Linked DNA regions of Mus musculus: regions 1, 2, 3, 5, 6 and 7 are each linked to region 4. The links are chromatin contacts, called in public HiChIP or PLAC-seq, capture Hi-C and promoter capture Hi-C maps. All regions are on one chromosome and are shown on one strand. The core of a region is the stretch at or near the end of the contact, and the rest is flanking DNA. Distances in the headings are between cores, read along the strand shown. Region 1 holds the start of Retn (resistin). Region 2 overlaps Camsap3 (calmodulin regulated spectrin-associated protein family, member 3). Region 3 holds the start of Pnpla6 (patatin-like phospholipase domain containing 6). Region 4 holds the start of Map2k7 (mitogen-activated protein kinase kinase 7). Region 5 holds the start of Camsap3 (calmodulin regulated spectrin-associated protein family, member 3). Region 6 holds the start of Rps23rg1 (ribosomal protein S23, retrogene 1). Region 7 has its middle 18 kb from the start of Rps23rg1.

The links. Promoter capture Hi-C pulls out the DNA fragments that hold promoters and counts their contacts. HiChIP or PLAC-seq counts read pairs in DNA pulled down with a chosen protein or histone mark. Capture Hi-C pulls out chosen DNA fragments and counts their contacts.
Region 1: a contact with region 4 is called in a promoter capture Hi-C map of the HPC-7 cell line. The contact joins the promoter of Retn here to the promoter of Map2k7 in region 4. A contact is called at or near these places in 14 of 39 promoter capture datasets (the C10 cell line, the HPC-7 cell line, HPC-7-derived erythroid cells and 8 more), 5 of 115 datasets of contacts at active chromatin or transcription factors (bone marrow-derived macrophages, embryonic stem cells and stem cell-derived epiblast-like cells) and 1 of 9 other capture datasets (macrophages).
Region 2: a promoter capture Hi-C map of embryonic stem cells shows a contact between it and region 4. The contact joins the enhancer-like site here to the promoter of Map2k7 in region 4. A contact is called at or near these places in 9 of 39 promoter capture datasets (the HPC-7 cell line, cranial neural crest, embryonic stem cells and 5 more), 2 of 484 Hi-C or Micro-C datasets (cardiomyocytes and embryonic stem cells), 3 of 115 datasets of contacts at active chromatin or transcription factors (embryonic stem cells, stem cell-derived neural progenitor cells and trophoblast stem cells) and 1 of 9 other capture datasets (embryonic stem cells).
Region 3: an H3K4me3 HiChIP or PLAC-seq map of bone marrow-derived macrophages shows a contact between it and region 4, with 4 times the contacts expected there. The contact joins the promoter of Pnpla6 here to the promoter of Map2k7 in region 4. A contact is called at or near these places in 10 of 39 promoter capture datasets (the 3T3-L1 cell line, the HPC-7 cell line, cranial neural crest and 7 more), 5 of 484 Hi-C or Micro-C datasets (CD4 T cells, embryonic stem cells, epidermal suprabasal cells and 1 more), 8 of 115 datasets of contacts at active chromatin or transcription factors (the 230-238 cell line, bone marrow-derived macrophages, embryonic stem cells and 5 more) and 3 of 9 other capture datasets (embryonic stem cells, liver and macrophages).
Region 5: a promoter capture Hi-C map of liver shows a contact between it and region 4, with 3 times the contacts expected there. The contact joins the promoter of Camsap3 here to the promoter of Map2k7 in region 4. A contact is called at or near these places in 10 of 39 promoter capture datasets (the C10 cell line, the HPC-7 cell line, embryonic stem cells and 5 more), 1 of 484 Hi-C or Micro-C datasets (embryonic stem cells), 3 of 115 datasets of contacts at active chromatin or transcription factors (all in embryonic stem cells) and 1 of 9 other capture datasets (embryonic stem cells).
Region 6: a contact with region 4 is called in a capture Hi-C map of embryonic stem cells, with 4 times the contacts expected there. The contact joins the promoter of Rps23rg1 here to the promoter of Map2k7 in region 4. A contact is called at or near these places in 10 of 39 promoter capture datasets (the HPC-7 cell line, cranial neural crest, embryonic stem cells and 6 more), 4 of 115 datasets of contacts at active chromatin or transcription factors (all in embryonic stem cells) and 1 of 9 other capture datasets (embryonic stem cells).
Region 7: a promoter capture Hi-C map of hippocampal neurons shows a contact between it and region 4, with 3 times the contacts expected there. The contact joins the enhancer-like site here to the promoter of Map2k7 in region 4. A contact is called at or near these places in 11 of 39 promoter capture datasets (the HPC-7 cell line, cranial neural crest, embryonic stem cells and 6 more), 1 of 115 datasets of contacts at active chromatin or transcription factors (bone marrow-derived macrophages) and 1 of 9 other capture datasets (adipose tissue).

Annotation. Positions count from the first base shown.
Region 1 is chr8:3,654,246-3,657,239 of GRCm38.p6, forward strand. It overlaps Retn (resistin), which reads left to right and starts at 1,525. Exons shown (of 5, transcript NM_001204959.1): 1 at 1,525-1,598; 2 at 1,761-1,900; 3 at 2,663-2,740. The coding sequence starts at 1,771.
Region 2 is chr8:3,605,305-3,608,117 of GRCm38.p6, forward strand. Camsap3 (calmodulin regulated spectrin-associated protein family, member 3) reads left to right here. Exons shown (of 17, transcript NM_027171.3): 12 at 963-1,102; 13 at 1,200-1,516; 14 at 2,487-2,586. Among named protein-coding and RNA genes, the nearest start is that of Xab2, 15 kb to the right of the region's middle. Within about 2 kb of position 1,472, at least 25 of the 459 cell types and tissues checked have an H3K27ac peak or open chromatin away from gene starts, as enhancers often do. A contact at or near this core is called in embryonic stem cells and stem cell-derived epiblast-like cells, where this site is marked.
Region 3 is chr8:3,514,040-3,516,739 of GRCm38.p6, forward strand. Pnpla6 (patatin-like phospholipase domain containing 6) reads left to right here and starts at 1,372. Exons shown (of 35, transcript NM_001122818.3): 1 at 1,372-1,517; 2 at 2,471-2,529; 3 at 2,642-2,700. The coding sequence starts at 2,506. It overlaps Mcoln1 (mucolipin 1), which reads left to right. Exons shown (of 14, transcript NM_053177.1): 13 at 744-874; 14 at 975-1,193. The coding sequence ends at 1,011.
Region 4 is chr8:4,237,253-4,240,096 of GRCm38.p6, forward strand. It overlaps Map2k7 (mitogen-activated protein kinase kinase 7), which reads left to right and starts at 1,488. Exons shown (of 12, transcript NM_001164172.1): 1 at 1,488-1,781. The coding sequence starts at 1,658. It overlaps Lrrc8e (leucine rich repeat containing 8 family, member E), which reads left to right. Exons shown (of 3, transcript NM_028175.2): 3 at 1-218.
Region 5 is chr8:3,586,081-3,588,825 of GRCm38.p6, forward strand. Camsap3 (calmodulin regulated spectrin-associated protein family, member 3) reads left to right here and starts at 1,370. Exons shown (of 17, transcript NM_027171.3): 1 at 1,370-1,879. The coding sequence starts at 1,732.
Region 6 is chr8:3,566,591-3,569,490 of GRCm38.p6, forward strand. It overlaps Rps23rg1 (ribosomal protein S23, retrogene 1), which reads left to right and starts at 1,408. Exons shown (of 6, transcript NM_001024728.2): 1 at 1,408-1,506.
Region 7 is chr8:3,549,036-3,551,849 of GRCm38.p6, forward strand. No RefSeq gene overlaps it. Among named protein-coding and RNA genes, the nearest start is that of Rps23rg1, 18 kb to the right of the region's middle. Within about 2 kb of position 1,481, at least 3 of the 459 cell types and tissues checked have an H3K27ac peak or open chromatin away from gene starts, as enhancers often do.

The DNA of each region.
Region 1 (2,994 bases), core at 275-2,774, 580 kb before region 4:
TTCTGATGACAGAACTGAGAGGCTATGACAGACCCCATGGACACAAAACCAGGTGCTTTTACATTTGACCTTTGAAAGGAAGTTTCTCACCTCAGGTCTCCAGCAATGCCTGGGAATGGAGACCCCCAAAGCAGCTGTGTACTATGTTGGCGATGGCCACTAAAGTCGCATGAACACAGAAGCCAGGTGGGAGGAAGAGCACATCACCTGAATCCACTTATGCTGAAGAGGAAAGAGACAAATCTTGCACGGGGTGGGGGTGGGGAGGCTTAGTTCAGTTAGAGTGCCTGGCAGGCACAAAGTCCTGTGCTCAAGTCCTCGAAGTACAGAAACCATGCACAGTGGTGCGTCCCTGCCACCCCAGCATCGAGAATGCAGGATGGTCAGGAGTTCAAGGTCGTTCTTGGCTACACAGTTCAAACTTGCATAGCTTACAAAAGAGCTTGGATTCAATGAATAAATAGATAGATAACTAAATAAAGATTAAAGTCTTTTCATTTGTCCAATTTATAAACTTCCTCTGCTAATCTCAATTTTGTCCTATCTAGTTAAAAGACATCGAGGCCAGTGTAACAGCTTCAGAGCCGGACAGCCTGACGTTAACACCCAGGATTTGCATAGCCACCTCCAGTTGTCCTCACCTCCGTATGCACATCACACTGTGGCGTGCACGCACTTACACCCACACGTGTCACGCACATGCAATAATGACTAAATAATGTTTTTAAAGACAGAGAAGATAAGGCAGATTCTATTGAGTCATTCACACACATAAATATTCTGTATGTGGGCCGGAGCTATGACTACCCAAGATTTATTATTTTAATTACTTGTTGAGAAAGAGGGATTTCCAAAGGGACAGGCCCCTTGCTCCTTGCACCAGAAAGCAGAAAGCAGAAAGCAGAAAGCAGAAAGCAGAAAGCAGAGCTCTTGCCTAGACTCCTCCAGTGAGATGTTTTGGGTAATGGCTGGGAACCTCCTTTCTCAGTGGGTCCTTTCTCAGTGGTAGAGCTCTTGCTTAGCCCCACCCCCACCCCGCCCCCAGAGAGGGGCTGGGTCTCTAGCTCTGTGGTAGACCATCTGTATAGAGCATACCACTGAGAGGCTGGAGACATGGTTCAGAGGTAGGGTACCTGGCTGGAATTCCATAGTGAGGGTCTGGTGGTGTGGTTCAGCAAGGGAGCAGTTGACTAGATTTTAGCTGGTAGAGCTTGCCTACACTGTATATCCCCGCCAAACATAGAAACATACATGACAGCTGTGGTCACACAGGGACCGTGTCTCAGTTTGCATCTCCAGCCCTACAGGTGAAGTCTTGGCTCCTAGCCTTGCCCCTCCCACCATGGTCCCTGGTGTTATCTCCAGACAACGTCCTGAGAAGACAATCCTTCTAATGTAGGAAGGGCTGAGCAGGAGGGAAATCCCTCCTCTGGGACCTCTAGAGTTCACCTCTCTTGGGGTCAGATGTGGCAATGGAAGGCCAGGGGCCAGGGTACTTATTATCCAAGGCAGGATGGGCCAGAAGTCAACAAGAAGGAGCTGTGGGACAGGAGCTAATACCCAGAACTGAGTTGTGTCCTGCTAAGTCCTCTGCCACGGTAAGTGATAGCCATCCCCCAGTCAGAGTGCTGATGTGGCGGCCCCAGAGCTGCTGAATGTCCATCCATGTGTGCCCTCAGGAACTAAAGGACATTGCAGTCTGACTCCCCCAGCATGGGAAGGGTCTGGTCTAAGGCGGGGCTCTTGCTTGTCTCTTGCAGTACCCACGGGATGAAGAACCTTTCATTTCCCCTCCTTTTCCTTTTCTTCCTTGTCCCTGAACTGCTGGGCTCCAGCATGCCACTGTGTCCCATCGATGAAGCCATCGACAAGAAGATCAAACAAGACTTCAACTCCCTGTGTGAGGATCCCCCCTTCGCCCCCATCCAACCTTGCCGAGGGCCTTACAGACTTATCCCTGATGGGGAACAGACCCGCCCAGCTACAAGGCTACCCTCAGCCTCAGCCTCACCCTGTTCCAACCCAAATTCATCCTGACCTACCTTGATCATGGTTCACCCCACAACTTAGCTTCTTCCAACCATCACCTCCAAACCTCCCCTCACTCCAAAAGGCCCCACACTGTGGTCCATGGAGCTGAGCCCCCAGTGCCTGACCCTCTTGCCTCAGCCTCCTGAGTGTTTGGAGTACAGGTGTGAGCAAAATATTTTACCGTGAACGTGTGCTGTCCATGTCTGTGTATGTGTGTTTATATATGTGGTGCACATATGTGAAGGAGCTTGTGTGTGCATAGGCATATGGAGAATTGAAGTTGGTGTAGTGTTATCATTCCACCTCTGCTTTGTTGAGACAGAATCTCTCAGCTGAACCCAGGGCTTGTGGGTTTGTGGTAGTCTAGTTAGCCATCTTGTTCTGGGGACTCCATGTCTGTCTGCCTCCTGGAGGCTGGGATTATGGGTGCCCCTACACCATGCATGCCTAGCTTCTAAATGGGTTCTGGGGATCTTGGCTCTGATCCTCCCACTTGTGAGTCAAACTCTTTAGCTATAAGTCACCTTCTCACTCTGCTGAGAAGAATTTGACCTCACTGTCAGTGTCAAACCCAAAGATCGCCCCCTGCAAAGATGCAGCTGGATTACCCCTTCAATCTTCCCTTCTGCAGTTCCAAATGCAATAAAGAACATTGGCTTAAATTGCTGGACAGTCTCCTCCAGAGGGAAGTTGGCCTCCTGCCCAGAAGGTGAGTGCAAACTCTGTTGTTCAGACTTTCTGGAAGTTCTGAAACTCCTCTGTCTGCCTTGTCTGGGTCCTCAACATGTCTGTCCTTAGGACTCCCTCCCAGACTTCCAGTCTTCTCATCTCCCAGCCCAGCTCAAGGTCCTTTAGACTCCTGCTGTATCATCTTGCACTCTGTTTCCGTGGCAACAGCCTCCAGCCCCCTCCCCCATCTCTGCCTCCCACCTGCCACAGTCTTCCGGTTTTTCAGGGACTTCT
Region 2 (2,813 bases), core at 222-2,721, 630 kb before region 4:
CTGGCTTGCTGGCTTTCTTGGATGGATGGATGGATGGATGGATGGATGGATGGATGGATGGATGGGTTGGAAGGGTAGTTAGATGGGTGGATAAGTTAAATGGGTGAGTGAGTGGTAGGTATGTGATTAGTTTGGCTAGGTGGATGGAAAGGTAGGTGGACAGGCTGGATGAGTGATGGTAGGTTGAAAGGAAGGTGGATAGGTGGTTGGTTAGATGGATGGAAGGTGGTTTGATAGGTGGATAGAGGGAAGGTTAATTGGTAGATGGACAAGTAGTAGTTGGGCATATGGATGGGTGAGTGGGTGATAGACAGGATGGACAGGTGTGGGTGGGTGGATAAGCAGGGCTAGGGTGATCCTCTTTCCTGATGTATCCTGTTTGGTAATCCTCCATCTTCATGCCACTTACGGCCTGGGCCCCTGTGCATACTGTTGTAACTGAGCAGCGCACACTCTGCTCCAGTTGGTCATTACTGCTGCAAACCCACTTTGTTTGTTTTTCCTGAGCAGTGGAGATTTTGACTGCTCTTCTTTGCCCTGAGGACAAAATGCCCGTCCACTGCCTTGGGCCCTGCTCCCTTGTGACTTTAACCTGGATCATTGTCCCCAACTCAGTGTCTCGGCTACATGGGTTTGTTCTGGCCTCAAGGCCTTTGAACTTTCTAACCCCTCTGCCTGGAGAGTGCCCCTAGGCTGGGAGTACTTCTAAGAAGACCCCAGAATAGGATAGCCTGCAGTGCAGCTTGGCACACTTCAAGCATCTTCATAGCATTGAAGGTCTGTGTGTCACTTGCTAGCCTTCCCCCTTTGTGCATTGTGTACACAGCTCCCAGGGCTGCTCATAAAGTAGTCACTAACTAAGTACTCCGAGGATTTTAGAAAGGTCAGGAGAGCTTGGCTAATGCTAAAAGTCAGACTCCAGTTGGCAGAGTGGCTAGTTAAACTCCTATGACATCCTCCAGGACGAAGACAAGCCTGAGGATGAGATGGCTCAGAAGCGAGCTAGCCTGCTGGAGCGTCAGCAGAGGCGGGTAGAGGAAGCCCGGCGGCGCAAACAGTGGCAGGAGGCAGAGAAGGAGCAGAAACGGGAGGAGGCCGCCAGGTGAGGCTAGAACTGGAATGAGGGGCCTGGCCTTTGGTATTGCTGCCCCAGTGCTCCCATATTCTATCCTGCTTGCTACCTTCTGTCTAATCTGCAGGCTGGCTCAGGAGGCTCCAGGCTTGGCCTTTACAACTCCTGTTGTAGCCTCTGCGGCTCCAGTGGCCACCTTGGCTCCTACTACCAGAGCCATGGCCCCAGCTGAGGAGGAGGTGGGCCCCCGGCGGGGGGACTTCACAAGACTTGAGTATGAACGCCGGGCACAACTGAAACTGATGGATGACCTTGATAAGGTGCTACGGCCCCGGGCCTCAGGGACCGGGGGACCAGGGCGGGGCGGGCGCAGGGCCACCCGGCCACGCTCTGGTTGCTGTGATGACTCGGCCTTGGCACGAAGCCCAGCCCGCGGCCTGCTGGGTGAGGACCCTGTTGGAGGGGCCCTATGATTGTGGAGAGAGGGAGTGTCTGGTGGCATGCAGTGATGGGGCAGGAATTTGGAGTGGGCATGAGTTCCAGTGTGGTGAGGGTAACTTCCTTCCTTGGCTGGATAGTGAGGAACTCTCTTGGATATTTGAGGATGCTACTAAACAGTGCTCCCTTCCCTGTAGGTATGTGGACAAGAATGCCAAACTCAGGGCTGGGTTTGTCTGGAATGGATGAGGCCCTGGGTTAAATCCCAGAGCTGTATAAGAAAAATTGCCATATTAAGGTAGACAGGTTGGCACATGCCTGTCATTGCGATACTCAGGAGTCTGAAGCAGGAGGATTTTGAGTTTGGTCCTAAACTGGCTGTTGAGCAGCTTCTCTGCCCATTTAGGCTACACCTTGAGGTCCTGCACCAAACACTGAAACTAAGGACACATAAACACACACACACACACACACACACACACACACACGAATAAGTTCAGAGTGGTGGTGGTGGCTCTTGGTAGAGTACTTGCCTACCCTAGCGTACACGAAACTTCAGGTTCCATCCCCAGTTTTAACCAGGAATGGCAGTTATAGGCCTATAACTCCAGCACTGAGAAAGTAGAGACTGGAGACTTGGTCATCCTCAACAAATAGGAAGTTTGAGGCCAGCCTGGGCTATAGAAGACCCATCTTTAAAAAGTAAAAGCCAGACTGGAGAAACGACTCAGTGGTTAAGAGCACCTATTGCTCTTCCAGAGGTCCCGAGTTCAGTTCTTAGCAACCACATGTGACCGACTCACAACCATCTGTAATTGAGTCCAGTGCCCCCCTCTGCTGTCATAAGACAGATACTCGTATAAATAAACAAAACTTAGCAGGCAATCACGAAAGGCTGAGAGGGTCTCGGGAATGCCCATGGGCGTTAATGGAGGTAAAGGCCTTAGGGATAACTGACTGGTACTGTCTATCCTAGGTTCACGGCTCAGCAAGGTCTATTCCCAGTCCACGCTGTCCCTATCTACGGTGGCCAACGAGGCTCCCAATAACCTTGGTGTGAAGAGGCCCACCTCTCGGTGAGTCTATCTGGAACCTAGAGCAAGATATGGCGGGACCGCTGGGATGTGTAGATGGAAGGAAGTACAGGAACACAGATGGGATTTGGGGGAAACTGACTCAAGTCTGGAGGATGTGCCCACATGCAATGTAGGAGGTTGAGCATATGGAGCAGCTGTCTATGGACTTGTGGCAGCATGCAATATACATGCCCCTCTCCTCTGCAGTGCACTGGGCTTGCCTCGTC
Region 3 (2,700 bases), core at 122-2,621, 720 kb before region 4:
ACTACAGCCTGCAGGAATGCTACTTCTTCTTTGTACCCTATAAGACACCACACACATACACATGCACACACACACAAGGCAAATATACATAACTATCCAAAAGTCAGTGCAGCTAGGTGGCTGCTTGGGACATTCCCTTCATCTCTTGAGAATTCTAGATTGAGGAGATGGGAGCCCGAGGAAGAGCATACTTGTAGAAAGGAACATCCAAAGACTGGGAGGCAGAAAGGACCTGGAGAAATAGCAGTGGTGCCAGGAAGTCACAGGGAGAATGTTCGGGGACTCTGCCTCATTCTGAGGCACTGGCAGTGGATGTGTGCACTCTTTCCCACATGGATAGAAGCTCTACCACAGGTACATTACTGTCACCCAGGCCCTAAGCAGCCACACTGAGTCTCGCTGCAACACTTGGATATCACGCAGGACCCGTGGATGCAGGAGTTCAGGCCTTATGCCCACTAACTCTTTTACACTGTTCCAGCTGAGATGCTGGGTTACTAAATACCAGTCTAGGCTTCTGGCCCGCAGCAGAAGGCACTGAACCAATGAGCCTGAGACCTGCGGCCACATCCGGGGATAGGGAAGATTTCTACAGTGAAGCAAGCCACAAAGCAAAGGTCCAGAAATGAGACCCAGAGTGGTCACATCAGAGCAACAGCAGGATGTCCAGTTGGCCGGACCTAAAGAGCACTAGAGGTCAGGACCATCTTTCATGCTGAGTTCGGGGAATCGTCTCTTTCCAGCACCCAGGAGGTACTGGCACAGAGAAGAGTGAGCTCCAGGCCTACATCGAGCAGTGCCAGGATAGCCCCACATCTGGCAAGTTCCGTCGTGGCAGTGGCTCAGCTTGTAGCCTTTTCTGCTGCTGTGGAAGGTTGGAGCCCCAGATCTGGGTTGTGGATTGATTAGAGGCTGGGGGAAGAAGTGTGTGCCAGAGAGACTGGGTGCCTCTTTTTTCCATTTCTCTCTTCCAGGGACTCCCCGGAGGACCATTCGCTGCTGGTGAACTGATCCAAGATGATTGCCACTAGACTTTATCCCCATGTACTGCTGGGACCCCAGCTTATTTATTTTTAGAATTTGCTTTAAAAGATCTGCGTCTGACAGGCCTTGTGAGGGCTTGGGCTGATCGAATCGGACACAGGGGAAAGGGAGGGCATGTAGGGCGGCTGTTAAATAAAAGGGAATGTAAATGCGGTGGTCTAATTTGTAACAGGTGAGGCAGCCCTTTCATAAATCGTCAGCTCCTTTAAGAGGCCGCCACACTAGGCATGGCTGGCGCAGTGCGACCTTCCAAGCATGGCGGGAGGCGGGGATGGGGCGTGTCCTGCAGCGGAATAATTTAAAGGTGCCGCGTCTGAGGCAGCGGGCAGAAAACTAGGGGTGTTGGCCGAAGCTGGGTGGACCTGGTTGCAGCTCCTGAATGGTACGAGTTTCCATCGACCGAGCAAAGGTGTCCCTTCGAGGACTGTTAGAGAGCTTCAGCTTTGCCCCGGATCGATTTGTCCTGATTCCGGGTAGGTCCCGACTTTTTGATGCTCCAATACCACCCCACCCCCATTCCTAAGTTCCTTGTCCCGGTGTTTCCGCATCGGTAGTCAGATGCGACCTGGAGTACGGAATGGAAGTAGTCAATCTAACAATTTTCCAGGTAACATCTCAGGGCCCTGCGATCCTTCTAAATTCCCATTAATAATAGTCTAAAGGCATCAGAAAGATCTCCAGCGTCCCAGGAGAGTCCCGGTAGCGTTCCTACCTTCCCCGGTATCTTCCTGGAAGCTCCTAGACTCCTAAGTAGTTATGTGTATCTCCGGATCTCAGTAACTTTCCAGTGCGTCGTTCCTCCTACCCTCCCCCAATTCCGGCGTCCCTGGTTACACATCCTGCATCATTTCACTAATCCCAGGGATGCTCCGCACCGCGAGACCCGGTAACTTTCCTTTTACGTGACAGTTAAATCTCCAAGCCCGAGCCTATAACACTTTGGGAGCTCATCTTACTCCGATGGCCCTAGAGCCCCCTTTTCAATAGATTGCACAGCAGTGCTTCCAGTGCACGCCCCAGCTTCCTTGATGGGCCCAGGCTTGGGTCAGGAGCCCAAAGTCCAATTGTCCCTCAGCCTCCTGGCTTACAGGTCCTGGTTTCTTCTGGAGTGAGACATCGCGTCTTTACAGGGTGTAGGAAGGGGTCTCGCCTAAGGGTTGGTTAATCAAGAGTAGTCAGACATACGGAAGGCCAGGCTAAGGAAGGAACCACTGCCAGAAGAGATCATGGCTTAAGGGCACCTGCCAGCGAGCTGCTGACTGTGGGTGCCAGGACGGCTACCCTTTTGGCCACAGGGTGCAGATGAAAACGTTACGGAGTCTGGTCCGCCTTATGCATAAGTGAAGTAGGACAAAGAGCTGGGGGCTGGTCTCATCCCTTGATCTGGGCGGGGAAATCAACTTGCCCCTATCCTTCTGTCTAGCAGTACCCCTCTAGACGCTCTCACCCCAACCCCGGCGAATGGAGGAGTCACTCCAGCCAAAGGTATCTAGGGGGCGTGGCTTGTGAGACGAGCTAGGGGTAAGGAGCCTGTAGGCGCTGCTGGGTAGGCTTGATTGACATCTTGTTCTGGTCCCTTTTGCTCCTCGATTTCCAGGACTGCAGGCTACAAGACCTGCTACCTAGTCCGAAACAATCGATGGAGGCCCCACTGCA
Region 4 (2,844 bases), core at 238-2,737:
GAGTCCCATCAAGTTAAGCAGTGTTTTCTCAGGACAATGCTCATGGAACATAAAGAAGAAACTGTAAGCCGAGTCTCCTGTCACACATTCCCACCTGAGTCCAGTGCTGGTGAAGGCTACCTTTTTTCCCAGTTCATTCAGGGATTTTCTTTTGAATGTTTCCTGTGCAGGGGAGCATATACCACTGGGTGCTTAATAAACGAGAACGGTAATTTCCACCTCCTTGTACAGTATGATTGTCTAAGCTGCCTATAACTGGGGCCAAATGATGACACCTGTCTATCAAATCAGGCTGTCTGTCCTGGGAGGAAGGATATCCAAGTTACTTCAACGAGGTGAAGTAGAATCAAGAGAAATTGGGTAGTTTTCTGCCTAGGTTTTTTTTTTTTTTTTTTCCTAAAGAATCTACCTCACCCCACCCTCTAAAACAGTTGGATGGTGGTGATGCCTATCTTCAGTCCCAACACTCCAGAAGGCAGAGGCAGGTGGATTTCTTGAGTTCCAGGCCAGCCGGGTCTACAGAGTTACAGGGCAGCTAGAACTACACAGTGAAACCTTGTTGCGAAAACAAAACAAAACAAAACAAAACCAATCCAATTTTCCTCTCCTCTTTTATCCTTTTAACTCTAAGCTTCTCTCTGCTCCACCCATAGGTCATTACCAAAGGAGTTCTAAGAAGCCTTTAAAGGCCAAGGCCCATCCCAAAGTGTTCACTGTTGCTTCCGGAGTTGTGCGCAGCCTGACCTCCTGGGTTTGGTCTCTTGCTGAATGTCCCTGCACATTCAACGACCCGAATTTACACACAAACTTTATCCTAGCACTCTTGGAAGAACTTAATGCAGGGTGGGGATGGGGCTAGCAGGGCAGAGGCATCTAACCCCAGGGACTGTCTTCAGATAACATTGGTTTCAAGTCCGGATTCTCCGGGCGAAAGGATAGGAATGGGGCAGAAAGTCTGGCCTTAACCTTGATTCTGACACCGAGCTCAGGAATCACCAACTCTGGATTCCCTCTCCACTTGTCAGGGCTACTCTCACTGTGCTGGGACTGGCTGAAATGGAAAGGGATTACCATGGGCACCTAATTACGGTGAGGAGGCGGCTCCATGCTAACAGCGAGAGTTCAGGCCGCAATTAAGCATAACAGGTCCTCATGAAAGACCGTCCTAGACGAGGAAGGTTGTTCCGTGAGGGCGCGGGCACCAGAGCGCCCTAGAGATGCACACGAAGTGAAGAATAATCTGGGAACAGCCGTAAGCGTGTGCAGTAAAGGCGCGAGCTTGGCCGGTCTCCCGCTTCTGCACGCAGGCGTGCGGTTGACCGGACTTCGCTTTCTCTCTTTTTTTCTTTTTTTTTTTTAAGTGATTTCCAACAGCGCTTAATCGCCTGAAACTTCACGCATGCGCACTGCGGAAGGCAGCGATAGGCCATGACAATGCATGAGGCCCGCCTCGGGCTCTAGGTGGCATCAGCTTCCTACTGGAACCCAGTGCGCACGCGCGGCGTTATGCACGCGAGGCAGGGCGGGCACGCGCTGGGGTGGTCTAGGCAGGACGGCGGCTCGGCGGGGTCATCCGAGCGCAGGCGCAGTGCGGTGTTTGTCTACCCCGGACTGACGGGTGGCCTGGCGGTGAGCGGCGGCAGCGGCGGCGGGGAAGATGGCGGCGTCCTCCCTGGAGCAGAAGCTGTCCCGCCTGGAAGCCAAGCTGAAGCAGGAGAACCGTGAGGCCCGCAGGAGGATCGACCTCAACTTGGATATCAGCCCACAGCGGCCCAGGCCCAGTAAGCACGGCCTCGTGGGGGAGGGGCGGGCGGGGCGGGGCGCGCACTGGGAGGCCCCGCCCACCGGGCAGATCCTGCCCCCGCTTCCGGGGCGCTAGCTCTCCTCCCCTCCACTCTCTGTGCTGTCGGCTTGCAGGGAGAGGGTCACGGTGACCTGGAAGTCGGGTGGGCAGTCTCCAGGGCGACTCTCTCCGCCCACGTACCGCGGTCCCGAAGTTCACACCGTTGGTACCTGAGAGCTTAGTCCCTCACCCTGTGGTCGGCTTCCGGAGCCTTGTCACCTGCACCTTGCAGGCTTTCAGACTCGAAGCTACGCCGCTGTGACTACAACCAAGTCTTTTAACTCTGCAAACAGTTATATCTCTTCTGATTCAGTGGTTCCACTCCTGCCGAGTCAGTGACTGTCAAGAGGTCCCCTCCCCTAGCAGACAGTCCACACACGTGCATGCCTATCTGCCCATGTAGGTCACTAAGTCCTCATCTACATCCGTTTTGATTGGAGGCTTCTATTTGACTTCTTTGGTCATATCAGATGGCTCCTTCTAAGCTTGGAAGGACCTTGTCACTGGACCCAGCTCACTGCCTCCTACATACAGGGGCACCTCATATCTCTAATGACCAACTACTTTTCACTATTGCTGTCTAGCCCTCAGGAAACACATAGCCATCTCTCAGCCTGGCAGCCTTTGTCTACAGGGCTCAAGTGACTGCTACTACTACAGACACCTGTAACCAGTGTAGTCCCATCGAGTAGAAACGCACCTCCTTTCTGAGCCTACTGTCTTTGGGCCTGCCTCCTGACATACGGTCCTGTACCAAAAGTGCTTCCTCTTCCTTTCTAGACACACATCCAGCTTGTCCACCATGACCACAGTTAGCATCCTTGTTGTATCCCAGATACCCCTGTCCCAAGTTGTCTTTGCTGAAAGAATCTGGCTTTTTTTCTCCCCTCTCTGTCCAACCCTTCCTCTGTCCCTCTTGATTCAGCAGAATGTCTTCTTTATATCCTCTGTGATGTAATCTTTGGAGTATACATACTATAGTTGTCTGTGTGGTCACTATG
Region 5 (2,745 bases), core at 120-2,619, 650 kb before region 4:
GGCAGTGGTGCCACATGCCTTTAATCCCAGCATTTGGGAGGCAGAGGCAAGTAGATTTCTGAGTTTGAGGCCAGCCTGATCTACAGAGTCAATTCCAGGACAGTCAGGGTTACACAGGGAAACCCTGTCTGGAAAAACCAAAATAAATAAATAAATAATAAAAAAAATAAAATCATAGCTGCCAGCCTTTTTCTAAGATCCATCTAGTCAACAGAGGGGAGTCCCTTAGGTTCTGCCTCACCTCACTCAAGCCACCTGTAACACAGGCCCCCAAACAGTGAGTGTTCCAACCCAGTTCTGTAGATAAATAGATTTGTATTATGGAGCTGGGAATGCTGAACCTGAAAACACACACACACACAAAAGACTGTTTATACCAAAAAAAAAAAAAAAAAGTATGCACCTACACATCATTAGTCACACACAGAAAGCCCCATGCACACAACCACACCCGCAAACACACAGATCCTCTCAGACCCTTACCTACATCTAGTCAGAGGCTTTCTTCAACAAATACTGCAGATATCAAAGGTACACATCAGGACATTTGCAATCCACCTAGTAACCCTACAGAGCTAATCTCACATACACAGCTTTTCTCCTGCCTAAATACACCCACTTGGTATCTCTGCCATCTTCCTGCCCTGACAGAGTCAACAATTACACCCTTATATGATAGATGTGTTTAGACTCACATCATTCTTTCTCCCCCCGCTCTTTCTCTTCCTTCATTTCCAATCTTAGAACACAGAAGGTTGTACAACACAATTCTTTGATTTTACTTATTTATCTCATGTATCCCAGGATCACCTTGAACTTACAAAAATTCTCTTCTTCCCACTTCCCAAGTGCCATGATTCTAGGCATGTACCTACCACCATCCCTAGCTTATTTGGTGCTTGGGATGGAGGAGAAGGTTTTGTACATACCAGATAAGGACTCTGTCAACTAGGGCACAACCCTAGCCACTTAATACAAACCATTGTACCACAACAGGTTTGAAACAGTCACCTTCACAAACAGATGACATCACAAATCTAGATACCTATAGACAGAGATGTTCACAGGTACTCTCAAGCAAGTGGATACAAACACATTCATTTTCTTTTTAAACTAGGACAGAGTCTTGCTGTGTAGCCCTGGTTGGCCTAGAACTTACTGTATAGTAATAGCCACAAACTCCATATGCATATGTGAACTCCACCTGCATATGTGTGGGATCAAAAGCCTACATGGACATCCATGACAAAGGGTCCCTAAGCCTCTCCAGGGTCCGGGAGTGAGCAGGAACACACGCGCGCGCGCGCACACACACACACACACACACACACACACACACACACACACACGAGAACGCATACAGGGACATGCGTTCTTCTGCAGCCCTTCCCTCATCCGCCATCACTGCCGCCCTTTGCAGCAGGAGGACCTATGGAAGCTTTAATGTCAGTGGGGACCCATGTGGACCCAGGAGCCAGAGAGAACTGAGTCCAATCTGGGGGCGGGGCGCACCTGGGTTCCGCCTTGGGGCGGGGTCGACGCCGCGTCGCCAGCGCGCTCGACCGCACCTGGTTCAGCGGCGCCTCAGCAGCTTTATTAGTAACAGCAGCAGCCGCGGCGGCAACCCGATTCGGGGTGGCGGAGGCTCGGCAGCAGCGCAGCGCAGCGCAGCGCACGCAGCCCAGCCCATCAGAGCGCGCGGACCCGGGCGGCCGTAACCCCGGCGTCGCCATGGTGGAAGCGGCGCCCGCAGGGTCCGGGCCACTGCGGAGGACTTTCCTGGTCCCCGAGATCAAGTCTTTGGACCAGTACGATTTCTCTCGAGCCAAGGCGGCGGCGAGTCTGGCGTGGGTGCTGCGGGCCGCATTCGGGGGAGCAGGTAACCCGAGGGCCTTTGGGGAGGGGACCGGGGGAGCCAGGCTGGGGCGCGGCAGGTGCGGGGGGCGGGGCGCCAAGCCGGGGCCGTGGGAACAATAGCTTCGGGGCTGCCTAGGGTCCCCGAGCTTTTGGTCTTTGCTAAGCTGGGCCTCCAAGCTTCCTGCTCGGACGGGGCCCTTGGACTTTGCCCGCCCGGGTCGCTGGAACGCAGTCGGGGGTGGGGCCCGCCAAGAGGCTGTGCGCCTTGGGACCCCGGGATCAGAGCCCCCAGGTGAGCAGGGGTGGGGTCTGCAGACCAATTTTGTGTGTGGTGGGGGAAGGGTCTCCTGGTAGTCCTCTGCTTCCCGCCTCCCACCCCACTCCTCAGACCCCAGGGCCTAACTGCATGGCCAACTCCCCTTTCACACACATCAGAAGCCTGTGATGGTTCCTCCTACCCCCACCTTCCCTATCTACCCTCACAACGTGTACGCGGTGGCTTGGACCCCGCAAGGAGCGTTTTAAGAGATCAGAGCTACAGCTCAGTGACTGGGACACAAACCCTGCCTTGCCGGTGGCCAGCGTGTGTGTGTGTGTGTGTGTGTGTGTGTGTGTGTGTGTGTGTGGTGTGTCTGGGACCACTCTTTCGTCTCGATGGCCCCGTAAAGGCTGGCAGTTGTGACTTATTGCCACATTTTCCTGAGGATTCAGGTAGGCATAAATGGCTCATTCACCAGCTGTTCTAGGGTGGCAGCTCGGGCGGCCAGGCCTTCTCTTATTGAAGCCACCCCTTTTCTCCTCCCTTCCGCATGCCCACAGGCCTGAAGGACTAGGGCCATTCCTACTGGGCAAATGAGGAAGGTGGATTATCAGACCTGGGAAGGCTCT
Region 6 (2,900 bases), core at 158-2,657, 670 kb before region 4:
CAGATATCAGGCTTGTGCAGTGAGTGACCTCTCTTTGAGTCTCATTTGGCCCAGGATGATCTTGGACTTGTGAATCTCTAGCTTCTTCCTCCTGGGATCATAGCACCATGCCTGCTTTAGTCAATACTTGGGATGGAACCCAAGGCTTTTTGCAGGCCAAGTGCTCTACCAACTTAACCACAGCCCTAAGCCCTCAATCATTTCTTCCTATTATCTCCAATGTGTTATTGCAATAAACGAGTAAGAACATTCTTCCATTTCCCCTGTTCCTGTTCTTAGGAAAAACAAACACTAGACTTGACAACAGAGGCTCATAGCTGACTGGCTTCATTGTAGTGCTTGATACACTTGGCTAAGTTGCTCTGGTAAAAGGCGGAAAAGTTTAACACCCCTGGCAGTGGGTGGAAGGTCCTGTTTCATGGCACAGTTGGAAATTATTAGACAGGACAGCTGGGAGGGCTACTGGAAGCACAGAACAAATTCAGGATGTTCGAGGCTCTGGGTTCCAACCCAAGCACATTGCCCCACCTCAATCAAACAGCAAACCAAACCTGGTGACATGGCTGTAACCAGAGCACTCACGCGGTGGAAAGCAGAAGCTGAAGGCCACTTTTAGTGTGTTTGAGGCCAGCCTGGCTTACATGTCCCCCAACCCCCCAAATAGGACTGGGGGTATGGCTCAGTGGGTAAAGCACTTGCCAACCTGAGTTCAGGTCCCTAGAAACCTCATAAAGGTAGAATGGACTCCACAAATTATCCTCTGACCTACACACAGAGAGACTACACACCTGCTCTCACACATTAAAAACGTGCAAGATAAAAACTTGCTGGGCATGGTAGCACACTCTTTAATCCCATCATTCGTGAGGTGGAAGCAGGTGGATCTCTGTGAGTTTGAGGCCAGTCTGGTCTTTAAAGCCAGTTCCAGGACAGCCAGGGTTGTTACACATAGAAACCCTGTCTTGAAAAAACAAAATAAATAAGTAACTCTTTCTTTGACTTAAAAGGGGAGGTGGGGCGCCATGTGATTTGCACAACTTTTAATCCTAGTGAAAGATTATCCATTAGACTGACTCCCAGATAAGCAGACCAAGAGGGAGATCGGCCAGAGCTAGGTAACAAAGATAGCAAGCTCCGAGGATGGTAGCTTCTTCCTCGCCCTGCTGAGCTGAGACAAAAGCCTGGAGGCTTAAAACAAATGCCTTACATGCTTTTGTCTCCTGCCAGCAGGACTCTGCTGCTGGTCTGGGTCAGGTGTCCGAGGTCTGCTCAGGACGGTCACACAACAGTTCTGAGCCAATCAGCTACTCTGTCTTTCTTCAAACTGACCAACCGTAAAGTAGGGAAGAAAACTCAGACTTTAAACCCCCAGCCTTCATTGTCAACCTCTCTGCTTTGCAGAGAGTCTTTCTCTCACCCCAGATAAATGCCTGTCCTCAACTGCCGATTCTCTCTGCTGCTGTCAGCAGACTGGAGATTTCTCCACTGCCACCTGTCGTGCTTGAGGTTTGTCCTGCCTTTTAGTTAGTGAATTGGCAGAGAAAACGAACCGGATAAAGAACCCTAGACTGTATTACTAGGACTTTGAAGGCAGAGGCGCGTAGAACTCTGTGTATTCAAGGCCAGCCTGGTTTATATAGGCCAGCAAGTTTCAGGACAGCCAGGTCTACAAAATGAGACCCTGCCTCAGAAAGAAAAAGAAAGAAAGAAAGGAAGAGAGAAGAGAGGGAGGGGGGAAAGGAAAGAAGGAAGGAAGGAAGGAAGGAAGGAAGGAAGGAAGGAAGAAGTTAAAGAACGCAGCTTTGTATATATATTATTTTAGTATATATTTGTTTATTTACTTTGTGTGTGTCTATATGTGCGTGTAGAGTTCAGAGGAGAACTTGCAGAAATCGGTTCTCCCCTCCCACCATACGGATCCCTGCAATCTACCTCAGAGCAAGCAGTCGTTGGGGTGGGGTGGAGGATTTTTTTAAAGCCCCCTGCAGCCTCCGTTGCTTTCCACACTTTTAATATCTTACTTCAGTATGCAAATTTTTTCCAATCCTCTGTTCTTGTGGCTTTTTTCTATGGCTCAAACAAGTGGTGGGTCCTGAGTGGTTGTGTTGGAGTGGGGTGACACTCTCCGCAGGTGTGAGCACTCAGAGAGGCAGATAGACTGGGAGGATCACATACTGTTTCTGCTTCGTGTTTGTTCATGTTTGTAAGTATTGATTTTGTATGATCAGCTTTATTTACCTGAGTGCAACGGGGTGTTATATTTGAAGAACCTGTGTGTGTGTGTGTGTGTGTGTGTGTGCGTGCATGTGTGTAGGTGTGTATGTGTGTAGGTGTGTGTATGTGCATGTGTGTAGATGTGTGTGTGTGAGAGTGTGTGTGTAGGTGTGTCTGTATGTGTGTCTGTGCATATGTGTAGGTGTGTATGTGGGCATGTGTGTCTGTGTGTGTACATGTGTGTTTGTGTGTCTGTGTCTGTGTAGGTTTGTTTGTGTGTGTGTCTGTGCATGTGTGTATGTGTGTGTGTGCATATGTGTATGTGTGTGTGTAGGTTTGTTTGTGTGTGTGTCTGTGCATGTGTGTATGTGTGTATGTGTGTCTGTGCATGTGTGTCTGTGTGTATGTGTGTGTGTGCATGTGTGTCTGTGTGTGTAGGTATGTCTGTGTGTATGTGTGGTGTGTCTGTGCATATGTGTAGGTGTGTGTGTGCATGTGTGTAGGTGTGTGTGTGTGTGTGTGTGTGTGTGTGTAGTATAGAGATCTATCTTGGGTATAGTTCTTCAGGAGCCATTCCCCTTGTTGTTACTGTTTTTTTTTTTTAGTTTTTATTTAATTATTTATTTTATGTGTATGTTCGTAGACCTCATTGTCTGCATGAGCACTACACACACACACACACACAC
Region 7 (2,814 bases), core at 231-2,730, 690 kb before region 4:
CCGTGTAATTTGCATCTCCCTTGACAACATCCAACAAAGACTTAAGGTGAGGTCTTAACCAATTAATATCAACTGGAAGCTTTTGAAAATAATTTGAAGTAACCAAATCTTTTTTTTTTTCTTGAATTTTCTGCACCACACTTTTTTCTATGATATAACTGAGACCCTAAATATTGAAAAAGATATTGCCTCTGAATCTTTTCTGGAGCAACAACTACTCCAAAAATTTTAAAGCTCATTGTGTAAGAGCAAAGGTTTGTAGTAAATGGTCCTTCAGTAGGATCAGCTAATAAAATACTCTCCACATAATAGACAATATACACAGAAAGATTCAAAATCATAGCTCTTGTATTGAAGCAGAGACTTTTTTTTTTAAACATAATTTAAGGCTATTAGCCATTCAGAGAGGCAGAACTTTCCAATGATTATAAGATCACTAGAAACAAACTCTTTACAATTATCAGGATGCAAAGGAAAAAACAACCTTCCAAATCCATAATAATTCTATATGGAGTAGGCAGGCCAGATTGTAATGCCTCTACAAGTTTCACAGCCCTATTGACCTTTTATAAATCTTAAGTTTGAGCCTTATTATGAACAACACCTGGATAGATCTGTAATAATGCTGTTTTGGCTTAAAAATAGTTCCTGAAAAGCAAGGAGAGGCAAGGTCCCAAAAACTTCCTTAGGCAGGGTTTGCAAAACAAAAGAAATGCCACACAAGCCTCGCTGAGGCTGCTCTGAGATTTGCATTAACTCAAATGTAAATATTTCTTAATCTGAGCATACTGCCTGTGTCCAGGGCCAAAGATTATCCCTCTTGTAGTGAGAACAGGTTCCAGGGGAGCAATTCTACTGCCTGTCTATGCCTCTAATTTTTGGACAGTCTTTCCTAAGATGATTTATTCTTAAAACGTTCTTAACCCCAGGGCCAAAAAGTGGGAGTGGGTGGGTAGGGGGTTGGGGGGGTGGGTATGGGGGACTTTTGGGATAGCATTGAAAATGTAAACGAGGAAAATACCTAATAAAAAAATAAATTAAAAAAAAAACATTCTTTATAACCTTAGTGCTATGAAAGCATTGCTTGTACTGTAGTCCCCTGCAAGGCAGCAACCGTAACCAAACCCTGATTGTGCGAGGGTCCAATTTCTGCACAAAGACAAATATATCTAGATAAGTCTGTCTTTGTTTTGTATGACCAGATGGCCACAGACAAGCTGCATTAGTGTTCTATAAGACAATTGTGTGAAAGGAACCCCTACTTGAAAATCTCCAAAAGTTCTACTAGCTGTTTTTAGTAGCGACTCCACAACATCCTGAAAAAGTTCATCAGGAGCATGTTTGATACCAAATAAATTCTCACTGAGTTCTCCTTTTCAACCTTAGGGGTTAAATTTTGCTTCTACCACTGTATCCAATAAAGCTTGTGTAAAAGGAGCAGCAGGCCCATACTGGCCACAGCTGTTTTTAACTTTGATTACTCTTGTAATCATCCTAATTACAAAATATGGGTGAGTTAAGATCCTGAGCTTGCAATCAAACTGCAAACTGCAGTCAATGGAACACTGGCGATTTAACTATAATTTTAAAGTTTCTTTTGCAATATTAGAGCATAACCATAATTTTTGGAAAGCAAAACACAACTTTAAAGAATCCATTCTCTTTAAAATCAATACCAGAAGCATCACTTTCACATTACAAAGTTCGGCTGTCAATTCTTATATATGATTGCATGACAGTGCAACTTTTAATGCTTCATTAAAGAGACACTGTTTTAAATCTTATCCCTTATAAGTTTAGTTTCTAGCATAAGAATTACATAAAATGTTATCCCAATTTAGAAGTATCTTTAGAGGCCTGTTTCCTGGGCTGGTTCATGCCACATGTTGTTGTTTAAAATGACTCCAACCCTGAGTTACCAGTTTTAAGCTAACTTTCTTGTTACCAATATAACACTTTTTAAATCATATCCAATAACTTACAAGCCAATACTCTATGACCAAGACATGCAGAGCATATTTATACCTTTAAGACCATTCAGAAACAAAATGAAGCGGCTATACGAATCTTATAAATTTAGACCAATCAAAGAAATTTTACCTTTTCTAGCTATAATTTCAAGAGAAAAAGCATTTTGTCATTTGCTAAACCCAGTAATCACAACTGCAGAGATTTTTCTAGGGAAAAAAAACAACTATCAGCTTATTTTCTTAAAACTAAGCAGCTATTGGCCTCTTTTAAAAGGAGCTTTTTAGCAGGGCTTCTGCTGTGCTTGACTCCTGGCTAAGGGTGCGAGACAACTTAAATCAGCCTCCACTGTGCAAACTGAGACTGAATCAAGAGATGGATAGCCAGCAGATAAAGTTTTAACCGTTTTTTTCTTTTCAACATAAAACATAGAACAATAGTCATTCAAACAATGAAGCAATAACAGACAAACATTGACATATGGACAGATTGGTGCACCAAACACAGACAGTACGGAGAGGGTAGAGAACTTGATATAACCAGAACTAAGGATGTCTCCTGTAGGGGCCAGAGAGAAAGCAGGTTGTCTCCTGATTTCCTTCTGTCCCTGGAAGAGCTCCAAAATCCATTTTCCTTCTCTCTTGATCTCTCTCTTTCATGTCACTTGTATATCTAGCATCTCCCTTTATTGGGTTTATTTATTTATTTATTTATTTATTTTGGTTTTTCAAGACAGGGTTTCTCTGTATAGCCCTGACTGTCCTGGAACTCACTCTGTAGACCAGGCTGGCCTCGAACTCAGAAATCTACCTGCCTCTGTCTCCTGAGTGCTGGGATTAAAGGCAT